3 separate regions of the Mus musculus genome follow, and all the other regions are linked to region 3. Evidence: chromatin contacts called from public Hi-C and HiChIP or PLAC-seq data. All regions are on one chromosome and are shown on one strand. The core of a region is the stretch at or near the end of the contact, and the rest is flanking DNA. Distances in the headings are between cores, read along the strand shown. Region 1 overlaps Ptprn2 (protein tyrosine phosphatase, receptor type, N polypeptide 2). Region 2 overlaps Ptprn2 (protein tyrosine phosphatase, receptor type, N polypeptide 2). Region 3 has its middle 8.2 kb from the start of Gm5441.

Region 1 (3,697 bases), core at 663-3,162, 440 kb after region 3:
AGGAATGATTGTACAGCCACTTTTAATCAAAGCCGGTGTGCAGCACAGATTAGAACCGTCCCTCTCTACTGCCCTTGGACAACATGATAATTCTGTATGATGGCACTGCCCTTGTCCATCTTCACAACCCAATTCTAGTGTCAACAGGCTCCACCCATGAGGGAAGTCCAGGGAAAGGTCTCACTTTGGTGTGTGATGCGACTGGCCCGAACACACATTGCCATTCTCTTAATCCCCTTTGCACCGAAGTTCCCCCTCCTGTGAGGGGAGAACAGGAATGTCTGGTCTCTCTATGGTGATTTGCATTCTCGGTCTCTAGATGTCCTGTGGGATGCCAGTCAAAGTTAGGCCACCAATGACAACCAACAGTTTCACCCAAGTCCTATAGAATTTAAATTGTGATGTCAGGTCGGCTCCTTCCTAAATCACTCAGTACTGAAACGAATAGGGGCACACAGTGGCCAAAACATGGACTGAGGCTTTGAATGGAGGTTCCAAATCCTATCTCCTCCCCAGCTTCACCTTAGCAGCCTTAGTGGCCATGAAACCACAGTGAGGACATCAAAGAGGGCTGAGAACAATGAGGCCAGTTTCCCTGTTCCTGGTCCATGAGATACATCTAGTTGCCATGGAGACCAGCATCTGCAGAACTCCCTAAAGAAGGCTTTTTACAGACACTGCTTCCCTCTGCTTGGAGACAGCCTGCTAGCTGGGCTGAGGGGGTGGGGAAGGGCTATAGAAAGGGACCCCAGCTGAGGGGGCTACAGGAATGGGACTCTGGCAGAGGGGTTTCAGGAAGGTAGCCCAGGCCGAGGGAGTGCAGTTAGGCTGAGGGAAGCTGCACAAAGGGCTGGGGGGGGGGGGCGCAGCAAAGGAACAAGGGGAAACCCCAAGCTCTAAAGTAGGGAAGGTCTGTTGTCCTTAAAGTCCAACAGTCATCCATGTTGTGTTTGGGTAGCTCTCAGGCAGGGCTAGAACTATCACCCATGCAGTCCTTTTGTTCGATTGATCAATTTGCATCTGACATCTTCAAAATGCAGCCACCTACAGTGTTGTCCCTGCCTGTGGGTCCAATAGGCCTGTACTGTCTCACTATACTCTTGAATTTCCTGGACCTTGCTCTGGGGCTATGTGGAATTCCAGCCTCACTATGCAAGTCAGCCATCATCCAAGAGTACGCCATTACGCTGTGTATTCCTGTCCCAGGAGGAAACAGTGGGCTAGTTTGCAGACAGAACTTCAGAAAGTGTATCAGGCTTTGAGCATATTCAACACATCTGTTTATGGCAGGATTGTTCACCTAGACTACTCTCCGAGTATCTCATCTCAGGGGCCAAACGCCCTTACACTGTCCCTCATGCTCAGTGGCCCTTGTGCATACCATCTGTTCTCAGTTCTCATACTTTTCCAAAGCTGTCTCTACCTCTTAACCCTAAGACCTGCCTTCGGTTAACCCCAGGTGTGCTGATGTGACCTGTTCTGTGTGAGCACTCACAGTACTGAGGGTTAACATTGCTACAGTTGTATTTAGCATACACTCTTTCCCACAAGCCATACCTAAGATGAAGAGATGGTGCTAGGTATCAGAGGATTAAGAAGAAGAAACTACAGAGTTGGGCCATTCAAAGTTAGATAACCATATATGCAGAATCAACTACCTCCTCTCTAGCCTGAGGTGGCCCCACATAGCCTGGCCTTAAGCATCAGAGAGTCAGGCAATGGCTCAGTGACAGTGGGAGATGAGACCACAAGCAGGCATCTGTGCTCACAGGCCCTGCTGAGGCCATGGGTGAGAGCCCGTGATGAGGGGCTTGAAGCTGAAGCCAGATTTCAGAGCAAGCTTCCTATTCTCCCTTCTCCTCATCTAGTTGCCATGGGAACTGGCATCTGTAGAATTCCCCAAAGGAGGCTTTTGACAGACATTGCTTTCCTCCTGTTCAGAGTCAGTCTGCTAAGCTGGCCTGTGAGAGAAACTGCAAGATGACCTAGTGTATAGGCTCACACCCTGCCTTCCTCCCTGAATGTTTATCTTGACCTTCTTGACCTGGTGTGTACAGGCTCATACCTTATCTTCCCCCACCCCAGAGCTTATCTTGAAGCCACTTATTAGATATGCAAAGTCACTCTGTAGTGCTCGACCCTGTTTCTGGAACAAGCTACTCCCACTTAGGTGTGAAGGCACTATCATCACTAAGCTAAGAGAATAAAAGAAAGCAGACACACCCTTTGTGTATTAACAGAAAATGAAGATCAACCAGTGAAGACACAGGTGGGGTACCTCAAATCTACAAAAGACAGGTTTGACTCTGCTAAAGATGGGTGAGGTGAAGAAGGAGCAGGTTTCTGCTGAGAGCCTCTGTGAGGTAAGAACTCCTTGAAGTTGCTGTTGCTAATGAGGGTCCCTTCCACAGACACAGCCCCAGCCCCTTGGGAGCATCTTCTAGTCACTGTATGATGGCCATTGCCAGGAACTCTCCAATCAGGCATTCTCAAGTCTCTGTCTCTCTGTCTCTGTTTCTGTCTCTCTGTCTCTCTATCTCTCTCTTTCTCTCTATATCTCCTTGTCTCTCTATCTCTCTGTATCTCTCTCTCTCTCTCTCTCTCTCTCTCTCTCTCTCTCTCTCTCACACACACACACACACACACACACACACACACACACACACACACCAGGCCCTTAAGGTCATGGGAGTGAAGGGGAGACACCAATTGCTGGCAAAGAGCAAGAAAGATGTTCAAAGAGAGCCAATTAACATCCACAAACCATCAAGGGGCCACAGAGCACCATCTGCTTCTACCTGTCCATCTTCATCCTATCCTGGTGGTATTTTGACACCACAATTCTACACTGTTTATATATGTGCAGCCTAAGGTTGTCGGGGAGGAATTCAGGCAAAGTCTTACAGTCACTGCCCATCCTAGTGATAATTTGTACTACTTTGTTTTTTTTTTTTTAAAGAGTTTATTTCATTTTATAGCTTGTAGTCTCCCATCCAAAGAAGTTGTTTACTGGCTTGCTCCTCATGGCTTGCTTAGCCTGCTTTCTTATACCATCCAGCACCTCCTGCCCAGGAGTGGCACCATTCACAGTGGGCTGGATCCATCAACATAAATCATTAATCAAGAAAATGTTTCTTAGGCTTGCCCACAGGCCAATCTGGAAGGAGTGTTTTTTTCAATTGAGTGTCTCTCTTCCCAAAGGATTCTAGCTGTGTCAAGTTGATTAAACACTAGCCAGCACACTGCCTCGGGCAGAGCCTGCCTAACACATCAGCCCACGCCTGCAGGGGAGAATCTGATTTTCCATTCTGCATCCCTGTTTACACTTGTAACTGCAATAGTCAGCTTTCTGTGATTGTAATGAGACACTCAGATAGTCAACTAAGGAGGAGGACAGGTCTATTTTGGCTCACGGTTTCAGCAGGGTTGGTGTAAGGTTGTTTTGTCTGCTGCTATGGGCCTGTGGCAGCACAGTACATCATGGTAGGAGCACATGGCAGAGGGGGTTATTCACTTCAAGGAAGTTGGGAAATAAAAAGAGGAAGAGATCTGAGTCCTAATGTCACTTTCAATGATGTTTTGCGATTGGCCCAGCTTCCTTCCACTAGGGTCAGCTCATGAAGATTCCACCGTTTCCCACTACCAACAGAAGAGGAAAACTAAGCTTCTGCACAGAGCCTTTGGGGGATACTGTGTC
Region 2 (3,680 bases), core at 702-3,201, 400 kb after region 3:
GTATAGCTTCAGGTCCCAGTCCTAAGAAGCTGCAGAGACACGTTCTTGTCACAGCAGGGCCACAGAGTGCTAAGCATCCAACTGTAGTGTCAGGGAAGGGCTGGCAGACAGAGCATCTAGGACTTCTGATGCCAAGTTCCTGTGCTGCCCTCTCAGCCACCTGCCAGCTTACAATACCTCTGAGGTCTTTCCCCTAAATCCTGCCTCTCTCCAACCTCATTTCTTCCCAGTCTAGGAAACTTTTGCTAAACACAGTCAAGTCTGCATCTCCTCCCAGGATGCTGTGAAAGGAATTTTTTATTTCTTAGTAGAGCCATCCTCTATCTGCGAGGTAATATGCAGGCTAATCTTCCATACAGATACCACTGAGGGTAGACATGGCCAAGGTCTCACTTCAGAGAAAAGCCATCCATTAACACAAGGTCAGAGGGGCCTCGGATGAGTAACCCAGTCATGCCACTGCAAAGCACACTTCATAAAACCCAGCAGATCTTACACTTCACATGGGCCCCAAGGACAATTTCTAAACATGTCCAGGGACTAGAGAGCATCCCTGGGCCCAGGGCATGACTGCCAGAGGTGCCAGACACAAGCTTATGCAGCTGTGAAATACTCAGTCCCTAAGACCCGATATAAGAGAGTAGGGGTGGGGGGTGGGGGCAGAGACCACACTGTCACATGGCCCCATTCACCTCAAGCGAGAAGGAGACAGGCCGGAGGGAATATGGGCATTACCCAGTTTACAGGGTTGCCGTAGCTCATAGGCACACCTGAGGTAGAGTCTTCTCACTGGCCTGACTAGTCTTACACAGCCCCTTCAGTCAGCAGTGCTCAAACAACATGCCAGATGCCCAGAGGAAGAAAAGGAAGGGGGTGTGGAGAAGGGAGGAGGAGGGTGGAAGAGGGTAGAAGAGGGTAGAGGATGGAGAGAGGAATAGAAGGATGAAGGAAAGGAAATTGGGAGTAAAGGAAAGACAAGAAAAGGAGCAAGGGGGAAGAAGGCAGGGAGGGAGTAGGGAAGAGGATCTTCATTCACTTAGAGAAAAAGAGATGGGAGGGCCCGGAAGATAAGAGATAGCTGGGAGCACCCCCACTTCCATACATGCCCCACACAAAGTAAATTGGCCAACTCCAATGGTTACTGTCTGTGCCAGAATGTGTCTTAACCAGAGTTCTGGTCAAGAATAGTAGGCGTAGCCTTGGGTTTCTGCTTCAATGTGCACATCTAAGCTAATGGCTTTAGCCATGACAGGAAAAAGCCACCCACATAAACCCAAATGCTCAGAGAAAAGTCAGCTCCTGGAATATGATCAGTGTAGCTCAAGGGTTGCTTTTTGTTTTTTTTAAGATATTGTTAAAGCTGTGACCAGATTAACCTACTGGACTGAACACATTGCTTTAGCAAAAGTCACCTCCTGGGGATGCTGGCTTTTGGTGGCCTACAGGACTTGAGGTTTCACTTGGCTGTTCTTCCCTAAAGTCAAACAAGCAGGTTATCAGGGGTGGTTTCCGCTGTGCTGTGCTGTGCTGTGCTGTGCTGTGCTGTGCTGTGCTGTGCTGTGCTGAGCTGTGCTGTGCTGTGCTGTGCTGTGTGCTTGCCCTCATATTCCTATCCTCCAGGAATGGCAGGCTCACTGCTGTCATCATGACATTGGAGTAGGAGAACCTCTCAGTACTGACTGAATAATGCTGAAGGATGGGGGATAGGCTATTTCTCTTTCTCTCTCTCTCTCTCTCTCTCTCTCTCTCTCTCTCTCTCTGTGTGTGTGTGTGTGTGTGTGTGTGTGTGTGTGTGTGTGTGTGCGCGTCTGTGGTGTGTGTCTTTCCTTCTTCCTTCCTTCTTTTCTTTCTCTATCTTGCTTTCATGTTAGGAATTGTATTTAGGGCTTTACAAGTGCTACAGTGAGCTATATTTTCCTCCCTTGGAAAGACACTGTGTGTGTTTGGGGGTGGGGGTGGGGGTGGGGTAGCTGCCTGTAAGTGGCTGATGCTAATTAAACCCATTGAATCACCAAGATAGAGTTGGGTGGATTTTTTTTTTTTTTTTTTTTTTACTCTTCCTTTTGTCTTGTCTTGTGCCCCTCTGGGGTTTCTTTGTCTTCCCAGGGAAAGTTAACACAGTAAAGAGAGCTTTGTTTTCCTTTAAACCCAGTGACAATGGGCGGTCCCTTCACACAGGAAAGCACCTTTCCCCAAACAGGTGAAACCATGTTGGGGCCACAGAAGCCTCCCCTCAGTGCTTCACCTTCTTGACCAACAGAGAGCATGTTTATTACATCTATGGAAATTGCAGTTTTGCATGTTCACATGCTGAGTCCTCTAACCTGAAGAGTGGCTCAGTGGGGGTCAGAAGCACTTTCTGGTCAGACTGTAGGTCATCAACATCTCTGGAAGGCCTATGCCCCCTCTCGGACATCTCAGAGACCCATTCTGTGGTGTGGTTGACCATGTGCCACAACAGGCCTATCCTGGGTGGGGGGCAGTTTTAGGGGACACTCCCAGACTCCCATAGACTGTGTGCTGAACCCTTGAATCTTGGGTACCCATGTTTCCACTTTTTCCTGTGATGTGGGGAGACCTGCCTCCCTGGTCTAGTGCAGATCACTTTAATCAGAGGGAGAGATGTCTAATTCGTGTCAGTGATGGGAAAGCCCCGAGGACGATGAGTCAGGACTCATGCTGGTTCCATAAGAAGTGCAAAGCCAGGCTTCTGTGGACAGGCACAGAGGGGAAAACTGGCATGTATCTGTCCTATGGCATGCCTGTCTGTCTGTGACATGGCATACTATCTGTGATGTGGCCCACATGTCTAGGACATGGCTTACTTCCTTTACTATGTCTTGTGCTTACACCATGGCACACCACCTGGCTCATCGCTAATACATGGCTTGTGTGCCGTGATGTGGCTCATGTGTCTGTGACGTGGTTCTGTTCTATGCCATATGACTTGACATGACTCACATACCTGTCCTCATCTTCCTCTTAGGTTCAGGGTAGTCACTGCAGCAGATCCTGGGGTCCAACTCACCTAGCTTCTCAGACTGATGGTAAGTGGCAGTAAGGAGACCACTCGGCCAGAAGGTTCCACAGCAGAGCCAAAGTCCCCAGCACTTACCTTCTGATTAGTTTGCTTTGGGCCTATAGGTCACATGGGTTCACAGCACTGGATAAACAGGAAAAAAATCTGAGCTATGGCCCCTACACTCCACCAGACCATACAGAAGGCTTCCATCATCTGTGAAGGCATCTCTAGCTATTGGGGATGGAGTTCTTTGCCTATGAACCACTCTTCTCAGTCTTGTTAGTATTTTCTATCATGGAAAACATTTAAATATGCATCTCACTTACCCCAACTTACTTCATTGTTATAAGTGGTCCCTCAATGTCCCTGATGAACTACCTGGCCACCAATGGCTGGTAATCACTTGAAACATGTACAGTCTGGTGAACTGAGTGTTTGACTTAATTTGGACCGAATCCCTATGTAGAACTACTCACTCCTATGTGAACAAGTTAGGCGTAGAGTCTCAAGTTTTTTGTTCAGTCTGATTCTCAACTAATGGGCTGACCAGATATTAATTCGATTTCCTCAAGGTATGGAAACGGTTGCTAAGGAAGATCTAAATCCTTATGTGGAGTCAGGCTATATGCAGGCTCTGCTGTCAGGCTCCTGAGACTAT
Region 3 (3,692 bases), core at 313-2,812:
ATCACAGTTTTCCATTTGCACTGGGAGCTTTCCAGGGCACTGATAACCTTCAATCCAGCAGTTTGGCATAGCTCCAGGGTATATCCTAAGACACTTTCATCTTCGTGTGGCTGTGAAGGCAGCACAAAGGCGGGATGGTGTTCACTCAGGATCTGGGCAGACACAGAGAAAATCATGAACTCTTCTTTCTAGATCAGTGCCGCATCCCCAGAGCCCCAGCAGCCAGCATGCTACTCTGGAGGGCGTGTGCTGTGAAGAAAATGAAGGAATGCAAAGCGAGGTGGCATTCTCTTCACCTGGCAGAGATACTGTCACCAGAAGTGTGCCTGTAGTTGTCATATGTCAGCGGACCACCCTCAAGCTAAAGGCAAGAGTGATGTGTGTGATGTTTGAGAGCTCTATGCTGGTCTCAGTGGCTTGGAGTCCACTGTTGCATTGTGAGTAGTCATACTTTCTAGAGAACAATGTAGGTGACTAAATGCTGTACATCTAACCATGGCTCCATCAAAAAGTTGGGGACTGCGTGGCAACTGCTGTGACAAGGACCCTTTTTAAAGGCTAATAAAATAAAATAAAATGAGGCCTTCAAAAGCAAGGTTTGGGAGCCAGAGAGAGCTTAGCTTAGCTGTTAAGAGCACTAGCTCTTATTTCAGAAGACCCTGGCTTGAGTCCAGACATAGGTGTGGCAAGGCTCACATTCTCTACTGACCAAGCACTGACAGCTTTGAGGGTTCCTGTAACCCCAGAGGTGTCCCTCATGTGGCTTCTCAGGTTTCAGTGGCTCTGGTGGTGGCTTTCACACAGCTCATGGCTGTCAGTTGCTCTGATAATGTCTTCCATATATACCATCAATGGTGTTTCCCACATCACTTTGGAAGTTTCCAGTGGCTCTTCCAGCATCCTTGACTGTGCCGAATATAGAAGAAACACATTCTCCTCATAGAGCCACAGATCCCAAGATCAAGTGGTCAGAGTTCAGGGGATTTTCCATTTGATAGCAAGGGGGTCAAACAGCAGGTATGTCTAGAGCGCACCGCAAGTCTCATTCCAGATGGTGACTCTTCAGATGAAACAAGTGAGGACCGAGGGCGCCGTTTCCACTATGTTCACTCTAGTGCCACGGACTCCCTCACACTAGCTGTCAGGCACTCCTCGAATTATGCAGTTCTTGTAACAATTGACAGTGATGTGGTCTTTTAGTGACCCCCGTCTGTATACCGATGGGCGCCAGGCAGTGTGGCAGCTGGCAGGGCTCTTTCCAAACGCTACTTACTAGCTTCTTACCTTCTTAGCTAGAGTTTATGCAACTCAAATTCATATGCTTTCCCTCAGTCTCCCACCCACGCCTTTCCCAGTTTTCTCAAACCCACCTCCACTCTCAGCCTCCATCTTCCTTTATAACCCGGTGAACTTTGCCAGCCCTCCTGAGGAGCAAGAAGCCGCGCACCTCTCCCCTTCCTCTCCTCCCCCTGGTGGGCGGAGCAGCTCTGCTTCAGCTCCTGTTGCTATGACTCTGTTGCTAGGATCAGGCTGTCTCCATCCCCGGCAGGAAACATGTAATGAATTATGGATGGCTGATTCTCTCGGAGAGACCTGATCTGTAATGCAGATGAGCTCAAAGCACCCCCTTTTCTTCTGGTTTCTTAAGAAAAAAAAATCAGTTTTAAATCTGACGGAGCGCTGTCCAAGCCCCAGTTGCCCCTGGCAGTGGCTTCTGCTGAGATGGGTGCTGATTTTCATGCAAAGGGCCTGGGCCAAGCTCTGCTATTTGTGCTGAGGGCCTTGCAGGATTTTCTCTGGTCCTGTGACCCTGTGGGGCATGCTCGCTTTTCTCTCTCTTTTTGTGCTGAGAGGAGAAATGGAATATAAACACTAACATGACATTTTATACAAACACTAGACATGACATTTTCTAAGTGCATGGCCTCCTCCTGTGGGCACAGTGCAAGCACTGAAGGCCAGGTCTCAGGTTCATCCATTCTCTCTCTCTCTCTCTCTCTCTCTCTCTCTCTCTCTCTCTCCCTCATTTATAGCTCTCCCCGCACTCCCCCCCCCAACCCGGTTCCAGCCATCTTTGTGCACAGAAGCCCGCAACAGCGAGGGCAAGAGAGGGCCTGCATTGCAGGGTCACTGTCAGCATAGTGGCTTTGATGCTACCCCACTGCCCTGAGGTCACGGGTCAGAGGACAGAAGCTCTGTCCCCTACCCTTTCTCTTTCCAGCATCCAGAGTGTATGTCCATGAGCGTGGATGTCAGGAGGAAGTCTCAATGCCTATTGATCATTCCATGTGCCCTGTGGAGCAGCTCTGGGCTCCAGGATGGGTAGCAGTGTTGCTGTGGTACAGCTTGCTCAGAACTATTGGCAGGATTTTTGCATCGTGAAGAGGCAGCCAACACAATTTGGGAACGTCTTTGGTTTGCTCTGGAGAGATGTTCAGAGGGTAAAATGCACACAGGCGCTGGGTGTGGGATGTGAGACTGTACCTCCAGTACTGGAGTAGGAACTGGTATATCCCAGGGGCTCACTGGCCAGCCAGTCTACGAAAACAGTGACCTCTGGGATCAGTGAGAGACCATGTCTCAAAAAATAAGTTACTGGGGAAGGCAGGAGAGCCAACATCTGGGTTCCATATGTGCACATACATGCTTCCCACACCTGAGCGGATGGGGGAGAACATCAAAGCTAAAAGAGAGCTGGAGAGATGGCTCAGCAGGCAGGAGCACTGGCTGCTCTTGCAGAGGGCCTGCTTTCAATGCCCAGTAGCTGCCAACTGTCTTTAACTCCAGTTCTAGGGGATCTTCTGACCTCCGCAAGCACCAGGCACTCACAGGTGGTGCACAGACATACACGCAGGCAAAACACCAGAACACATAAAAATAAATGATTTATTTACTTAACAAACAAACTTAAAAAAAAGCCTTTTCCAGTTATCCATGTGACCAGAAATTAAATATCCAGACTGTATAAATCATTTTTAAAATTAAAACCAAACTCTCTTCCCCTTATCCAGTCAATAAGCAGGTGATTGAATTGAATAGACACTTCTCAAAATAAAAAAATATAAGTGGCTAATAAGTATACAAAAAAAAAAAAAAAACCAACCCACAAATGCTCACAGAATCAGTATCCATCAGGGTAATACAAACCAAGTGAACACAGAGATTACATCTCCTGTCTATCAGAACGGTCATTGCCATAACAACAGGACAGGATTGCACCCTTATCCACAGCTAATAAGAATGTAAAACAAGGGCTGGTGAGATGGCTCAGTGGGTAAGAGCACCCGACTGCTCTTCCGAAGGTCCGAAGTTCAAATCCCAGCAACCACATGGTGGCTCACAACCACCCGTAATGAGATCTGATGCCCTCTTCTGGTGTGTCTGAAGACAGCTATAGTGTACTTACATATAATAAATAAATAAATCTTTTAAAAAAAATGTAAAACAAAAACCCAAACTTCATACGATCCAGCTGTACCATTCATGAAAATATATACCAAAGGAACGTCTATCACAGATTGGAGATACCTGCCTAGCCATGCTCACACAGCCAAGTCATGGGCTCAGTCTAGCTCCCCATCATCAGATGAGTGGATGACGGAGGTATGGTACTGGGGCTGGGGAGATGGCTCAGTTGGTAAATGTCAGCCATGCAAGCATCAGGACCTGCTTATAGATCCCAGCACCTACAT

Evidence for each region. Hi-C and Micro-C count contacts between places; a contact is called where the count stands out from the background. HiChIP or PLAC-seq counts read pairs in DNA pulled down with a chosen protein or histone mark.
Region 1: a contact with region 3 is called in an H3K4me3 HiChIP or PLAC-seq map of embryonic basal ganglia, with 4 times the contacts expected there. The contact joins two enhancer-like sites. A contact is called at or near these places in 1 of 484 Hi-C or Micro-C datasets (embryonic stem cells), 4 of 115 datasets of contacts at active chromatin or transcription factors (differentiating embryonic stem cells, embryonic basal ganglia, embryonic forebrain and 1 more) and 1 of 9 other capture datasets (embryonic stem cells).
Region 2: a contact with region 3 is called in a Hi-C map of cortical neurons, with 1.6 times the contacts expected there. The contact joins two enhancer-like sites. A contact is called at or near these places in 3 of 484 Hi-C or Micro-C datasets (cortical neurons and neural stem cells), 5 of 115 datasets of contacts at active chromatin or transcription factors (astrocytes, embryonic basal ganglia, embryonic stem cells and 1 more) and 1 of 9 other capture datasets (embryonic stem cells).

What each region holds. Positions count from the first base shown.
Region 1 is chr12:116,905,811-116,909,507 of GRCm38.p6, reverse strand. The region is part of intron 11 of Ptprn2 (protein tyrosine phosphatase, receptor type, N polypeptide 2); the gene reads right to left. Among named protein-coding and RNA genes, the nearest start is that of Gm31336, 150 kb to the right of the region's middle. Within about 2 kb of position 1,912, at least 36 of the 459 cell types and tissues checked have an H3K27ac peak or open chromatin away from gene starts, as enhancers often do. A contact at or near this core is called in embryonic basal ganglia, where this site is marked.
Region 2 is chr12:116,946,687-116,950,366 of GRCm38.p6, reverse strand. All of the region lies in intron 11 of Ptprn2 (protein tyrosine phosphatase, receptor type, N polypeptide 2), which reads right to left. Among named protein-coding and RNA genes, the nearest start is that of Gm31336, 190 kb to the right of the region's middle. Within about 2 kb of position 1,951, at least 13 of the 459 cell types and tissues checked have an H3K27ac peak or open chromatin away from gene starts, as enhancers often do. A contact at or near this core is called in cortical neurons, where this site is marked.
Region 3 is chr12:117,343,316-117,347,007 of GRCm38.p6, reverse strand. No RefSeq gene overlaps it. Among named protein-coding and RNA genes, the nearest start is that of Gm5441, 8.2 kb to the right of the region's middle. Within about 2 kb of position 1,562, at least 94 of the 459 cell types and tissues checked have an H3K27ac peak or open chromatin away from gene starts, as enhancers often do. A contact at or near this core is called in cortical neurons and embryonic basal ganglia, where this site is marked.